Linked DNA regions of Hordeum vulgare: region 2 is linked to region 1. The links are chromatin contacts, called in public Hi-C maps. All regions are on one chromosome and are shown on one strand. Each heading gives the region's core, a stretch centred on a gene start, on an enhancer-like site or on the middle of the called end of the contact. The rest is flanking DNA. Distances are from core to core; before and after follow the strand shown.

What was found. Hi-C and Micro-C count contacts between places; a contact is called where the count stands out from the background.
Region 2: a Hi-C map of seedling shows a contact between it and region 1, with 3 times the contacts expected there. The contact joins the promoter of LOC123403589 here to the promoter of LOC123406397 in region 1. A contact is called at or near these places in 2 of 6 Hi-C or Micro-C datasets (leaf and seedling).

The regions. Positions count from the first base shown.
Region 1 is chr6H:407,639,324-407,642,760 of MorexV3_pseudomolecules_assembly, reverse strand. LOC123406397 (transcription initiation factor TFIID subunit 4b-like) reads left to right here and starts at 1,674. Exons shown (of 13, transcript XM_045099901.1): 1 at 1,674-1,983. The coding sequence starts at 1,929.
Region 2 is chr6H:408,497,185-408,500,611 of MorexV3_pseudomolecules_assembly, reverse strand. It overlaps LOC123403589 (ethylene-responsive transcription factor ERF104-like), which reads right to left and starts at 1,636. Exons shown (of 1, transcript XM_045097514.1): 1 at 292-1,636. The coding sequence starts at 1,532. The coding sequence ends at 621.

The DNA of each region.
Region 1 (3,437 bases), core at 425-2,924:
GAACACTGATGTCCATGAAAGATGGGGAGCTATCAAGAAGGAGAGCCCAACACACTGCAAAAAACATGGAACTAATAGCCATGTTTGAAGACATGGGCTTTGACGAAGACTCGACATCCGACCTATCGGTAGATTAGTGGTGTAGTGTACTCCTTTTCTATTTCTTTTGTAATTTTATTTCCTTTTTGTAATTCTGAGCGTGGCTTTGTATTCTTTTACTTCCCAGGGATGGAAGGTTTTAATGAGGCAGCCACTAATAAAGTTCAAGATTTATCCCACATACCACATTGCCTATCGTGTGTGTCGTGCCTATCGTGCTTGTCGTGCCTATCATGCCTATCGTGTCATTTTTGGCTATAAAAAGGGATGCCAAGTTTCTCATTTCTAACTTCATCTCATTGTACACACACAAACATGGCCGATGCAAATAAAAACTGGCTTGATGGTGTTGTGAGGCGCGGTCGGGGTCAGGGTGCAATTTGGAGTTTCTACGATGAAGAAATAATTAGAGGTAAGGATGGTCTCGGCCAGCTTTTTGCAAAGTGCAAACAATGCGGTAATAAGTTGCACGTAACGACACACGTGAAAGAGGCAGCGAACGCGACCGACACGTTGGCTATAGCTGTGGCTGCAGGGAAAGGTTGATGGATTTCTAGAAATCCAAAGCATGGCATGTAATGTAGTATTTGTATTTTTTCCCTTTCTCTATATTTTCTTCTTTTTGTATTTCTACTTTTCTAGAGAATGATTGTACTCTTTTACTTCTATGAGATGGAAGGTTTCAATGAGGCAGACGCTAATAAAATTATAGATTTATCCCATGTAGTACTATGTCAAAGTAGATATTTTTTAGATTTTTTATTTTTTTCGGGTTTTTTGGTCTGTTTAAAAAAAGGGACGACTAGCGTGCTCAGCGTGCCCCAGCGTGTCGTGGGCCGGCACGTTTACGACGCGTGTCGTGCTTGGGCTTGGACCCCGGACACGTGGGCCGGCATGACACGACCCGTTTAATAAACGTGCCTCGGCGGACCGTATCGTGTCAGACACGATTCTGGCGGGCCGTGCCAGGCCGGCCCGTTTGGCCAGATATGGTCCCTGTAAACTGAAGCCCACCAGGCCGCGCCAAACGGGCCGGTCCGGCACGGCCCGACACGGCCCGTCAGAATCGTGCCTGGCACGGCACGACCCGCCGAGGCACGTTTATTAAACAGGCCGTGCCGTGCCGGCCCACGTGCCCGGGGTCCGGGTCCAAGCACGACACGGGGGCTATACGGGCCAGCCCGTCGGCACGTCAGGCCCGCTGGCCTGCTAGAATTTTAGTATTTAGGCCGTTATTTGGGCTGATTTCGCCTGTTCGGTTATTATTTGGGCCGATTTTGACATAGTGGGCTGTTTTTTAGGTTGATTTTGATCCATTAGACTTTTTATACATAAAAAAATAAAAATAAAAAATAAAAACGGTAAACGGATCGTGCCGTGCCGGCTCGCGTACTCAACCTCTAGGCCCAGACACGGCCCAAGCCATGCTTCATATCGGACCCGAATACGATTAGTCCGTGCCGGGCCGGGCCTGTATCGTGCCACGCACGCGGGCTGCCGGCCCGGCCTGGTTAGACGCCCCGTTTGGCCAGATCTGGGCCGCGCCGCCGTCGCCACCCTACCTACCCTTCCGCGCCGCACGCGACGCGCGTGGGCCCGTGGCTCGAGACCGTGACCGGCGTCAACACACTTCGGCGCTGCCGCCCCCGCCGTCTCCACTTCGCCGCCGAGGAAACGTGTCAGATCCCCTCGATTGCTCCGCCGCGGCCTACGTGCGGCAGCGCTCCCCGGTGCCTCTGCGGCGGACTAAGCGTCGCCGCCCCGCGAAACCCTAGAACGCCGGAGCCGCGTACGGCTCGTGTTTCCGGGCTCGCCGCTTGCTGCCGTCCATGTCCTCCCGGCCGCCGGAGGCTGTGGGGGACGCTGGTGCCCCTTCATCCAGCGGTATAAGTCATCACCCCCCCTCAGTGCTGTGTAATTAGCTCCCGAGGACCAGGTTTTGGTCTATTTGCACAATTAGGTTGTCTGGATTTGCTTTTCGATTGTTAAGTTTAGTTTCTGTCTCCATGCAAGGTTTGTTTGCCGTGTAGTGGGAACCTGCTGGGCTAGTAATTCATTCGCAGCTGCATGCTGGCATGCAAGTTTGCCCTTTCCCCCTTTTTTGGCGTGGAGGCACGCAAGAATTCGTGGCTGGCCCTCGAGCTGTCTTGTTGCTAAGCGGCTTATTTGGCGCCATGGAAGAAATCCATATCTTAGGTTATGGGCACCTCGCTCCTCCGCAAACTTGTGAAATCAATCCTGCAGTGCATTGGTAACTGTCAAAACCACTGCTGAAAGTTTGGCGGGTTGTCGAGGAGGGTAAACAATTGGAAATAAATGTTTTATTACGATATTTATGAAGGAATAAAATTCCGGTAACAGTCACGATGTTGTTTTGTCGAAATAGACTAATGGATATTACTAGTAAAAGGGCCCGTGCGTTGCAACGGGTGAAAAAAATACCAGACGGTTTTAATCTTTTTATAATCATTTTGATTTATATTAAAATAATAAGCTAACTAACTAATGTAGTCAGTCCTATCCTATTTTGTTGAGAAATCAATCCGTCCATTGTTAATTCCACCATGATGAGAAATTGAGCGGGACAAGCAAAGCAAAACAAAGAGGCTACGTGAATTGATCAATGGACTGTTATCTTATTTCACCCATGGGGTAGAGAATGTGGGATTAGATCACAAACTGAAGGTGGTGTTCCATTCTCTGTCTCTACAACAATACAATCTTACATTCAATACATTCATTCATCAGCAAACAAATCCCCACAAAACAAAATTTCTTGCCGGTGCTTGGCACACGGTTGGAGGCATGGGGAGGGGATCTCACCACATGACGAGTTCCTTCCGGAGGAGGGGATACGATGAGGGGAGCAAGGGTTAGGCGCCTCTATCTAGCCATAAGGAGTCGTTGTTGCCGCGCCATAACCTCGGAGTTCCCCGTGTGAGCCATGGAGGCCCGCCTCCACCAGCAAGTACTTCACTCCGCTGCGCCTTATCCGCGCGCCGCCGCCGTTCTGCATCGAGCAGACGCATCATCCCCAGTCACTGTAGCTGTCGCGTTGATTTGATCCAGAAGCTGTGCTCGAGCGCCGAAACGGGGGCAGCAAGCGGACAGAGGTACGGCCGCGGAGGCGGGTGGGTTGAGATCGACAACAGTGATGGTTGAGGTCGGCCGCGGCGGCGAGTGGTGTGGCAGCGGCCTGGGCACAGGCCAGGATGGACCAGGGTCGACGCGATGCGCTCGAGCGCCGCAACAGGGGCAGTGAGCGGGGAGAGGTACGGCCGCGGAGGCGGGTGGGTTAAGATCGGCAGCGTTGGCGGTTGAGGTCGGCTACGGCGGCG
Region 2 (3,427 bases), core at 387-2,886, 860 kb before region 1:
CGTTTGAGGCGTACGGTTGTAGATGCTTGACTAGGGCGACATGAAACCTCTGAAGTCTGTGGAAGTGTGGAACTGAACTTCTCATGAGATATTCTAAAAAGCATGGAAAATACTGCATTTAGAGCGCGTAATTAAACGACGCCATGGCTAGGTTTATAGGCTGATCTTGATCCTTGTTGTGTGCACCCTATCTAGCTACACATGAAGTCCTGATCGAATTTATATACATGGCACCAAAAGCTAACGCAACTGCATAGGCATCGACCGACCGATGGATCGATCTAATTCCAGTTTCCTTCCAAATATACTTACTTACATAAACAAGCACCCACACTTTGATCTTCACTCAATAATTTACATACATATATATGCAGTGTGTGTGTACATATCAACATCTACCTATGTCGTCGATGCTTACGTCCACCACCCGTGACATGCATGCGCTAAATATTCTACCTATCGTCTTGTACACAGTGCACAGCTCCAGGCCAAGCTCCAAGATGAGTCCAAAGCGTAGGCCGTCGAGAACTAGGAGCCACTAATTATTGGCAGCTTAATTTACACCTAATTAATCGCCATGCTTAGCATACTCTTTTCACAGGTTCTACACTTTCGGGCGCTCAGTTCACGGTCACCTCCGGGAACCCACCCAGCTGCTGGCGCGGGGACAGGCCGCCGAACATCCCTTCGGCCAGCAGCTGATCCCACGTCCAGCTAGTCGGGAACATCTCGTAGTTGCCGCCGGTGTCGGACGAGGATGGGGTGGTGGTGCAGGACGTCACCGTCGAGGTGGGCGTTGAGGTGAGCGACGACGACGCTGGCGACGCGGACGCATCGGCCTTGCAGTGTTTCGTGGCGTCCCCGACGCATGGCTCTTGCCGCTTCCTCTTGTTGTGGGACGTCGGCGCCGCGCGCGCGGTTTGCGACGGCGGCGGCGGCGGCGGGGGGGCGACGAAGTCGGGGGCGCTGCGGGAGCCGACCTCGTTGGGGAAGTTGAGAATGGCCTTGGCGCCGCGCATGCGGAAGGCGGCGCGGTCGTAGGCGCGCGCGGCCTCGATGGAGGTGTCGTAGGTGCCGAGCCACACGCGCGAGCCGCGCCTGTTGGGGTCACGGATCTCCGCCGCGAACTTGCCCCACGGCCGCTGGCGCACGCCGCGGTACTTCCGGAAGTCGTTCGCGTCCACGGCCGCGGCCTCCGCCGCCCAGGCGTGCGAGGCCGGGGGCAGCGAGATGGTCAGCGACGGCCTCCGGGCGGGGTCCGACACCGGGGACGCCTCGCCGCCGAACCGTATCATCACCGGCTCCGCCGCGCGGAACGCTGCCGCGTCCGCGTAGTCGCTCGCCGTGAGGTCGACGAAGCCGGGCAGCGGCTGCGGCAGGAACTCGGCGGGCATGAAGTCCTGCTGCGCGGCGAAGTCGTCCGCCACGGGGAGGGGCAGGAGGCCGCAGGGGTCGGCGCCGAGCAGCTCCAGCCGCAGCTGCTCGTGGATGTACTGGAGCGACAAGTCGTCCATGTCGGCGCCGAAGTCCATGGCTGATCGATCAGAGCAAATTAAGCAGAGCTCGTGTTGGATTTGGAGGTGTGTGTCTGTGCGAATGCAAGTCCAGCTGCGTGGAGAAAGCTAAGGTGGAATCTGCTACTTATATAGGGCCGGCCGTGGGGGATGCAAGGAGGGACAATTTTCTCTCTCTTTTCTCCGTGTATCAGTGAGCTGTAGTAAAAACACAAGTGCCAAAGGGGGCGGGAAGTGTGAAACTACTCGGTGATTTGACGCGCGCGAGGTGTAGTACGTGTTCTTTTCTTTTTTTTGAGCCGACGTAGTACGTGTTTCGGTAGCGTGATGTCGTCGAACGGTGATCGGCTAACTAGAAATAGGAATGGAACTGTCCGGCCGGCTTGGCTAATCAATGTCTAAAGCCGTTGCCGAACCAATAAAGAGTGCATTGCAACGGAACGTGGTGGTTTTAGGACGGATGATGCAACTGTGTACACGTTGTAGTAACTTCCAAATGCCTAGAGAGAGGGGGGGGGGGGGGGGGGGGGGGGGGAGCTACCCCGGGAGAATATCAGGTGCTACCGGAGCACCTGATCGTGAATCGGATGGACAAAATTTGATCAATACGAGTTTTGGAGAAAACTCACAAACATGTTGCCCGTTGGATGACGATCAAATGCATCGGGAGTATACCTCGGCATCTCCGGCCCGGCCAGGCCCCGCCCCAAAATCCAGGGCCTAGGCCCTATGGGCTTGCCCGTGGGTCGGGCTTGGGCCTAAGTTTTGAGCCCACCAGCAGGGTCGGGTCGGGCTTGGCCTTGACATATTGGGATTTTAAGAAAGAGGCCCGGCCCACGGCCCCAAACCCGACGGGCTTTTCAACAGATGGCTCGGGCTTGGGTTTCAAAGTAGGTTTGATGGCAAGGCCTCGATCTCAATTTATTGTCGTAGGCTTTTTAGGACCCTGCCCGTGGTCATATATAATCGAAAGCACCTGAGATGACGTGCTACCGAAGCACCTGATGTTCTCCCACTAGCTACCCCAAGGGTTCACCCTTCTCGGCATTCAAAATACGAACTATTTTTCTAGGGTTTTGCTCATTCTCACACAACTAAAAGTAGAAATTATGCTAGTAGATTCCGCATGAGAGATGAGCGGAACCCCGAGCCCGAGAACGGGGGTGCTGCAGAGAGCACCAACAAGGTACAAAGAAGTCAACAAGGACTCAAATGGGGGAGAGTGAGAGCCATCAAAAACACAATTGTGTGTGAAATCACCGAGGAGACGAGTCCGAGGATTTGACATATGGAGATGTGGGTCCTTTGACATATGCAGTTGTGGGTCCTTGAAAGTGCGTTATATCGACTAGAGGGGGGTGAATAGGAGATTTTTAGAATTTCATCACTGAGGAAATTCCTTTTGAGGGAATTTCTGATTGATGACTAACTTACAGCGGAAACAGTAAAGGATCAGAAGTGCAAAGTTTCACAACAACAGTTTTTCAGAGTGAGGAATGTGAAAACAGATTGCACTGTGAGTAGGCACGCAAAATACAGATGAGGATTAACTGGTGTGAAGAATTTGAGGTTGAGGAAATTCAGAGAAAGTCTCCAGCAAATTCTTCAAACAGTAGCAGTGAAAGTCATCAACACATAATTTGAGAAAAGTAAGGAGTTGAGGATTACAACCCGTTTCTCAGTGAAGACAGTAGTTGATGACCCAGTTCCAACTGGTGTGACAATCGTACATCTGGTTTGGAGCGGCTTGGTATTGAAATCAAAGGACACACAGTCCCTGGACACACAGTCCCTACCGTGTTCTCCTTGGGCTAATAACACACAGTCCTCGCCCAACACTCGTGGTAAGTCTTCAGGGCAAACTTCCAAACCCTCACAAACTTGGTCACCCGGCGATCCACAATTGACTGCTG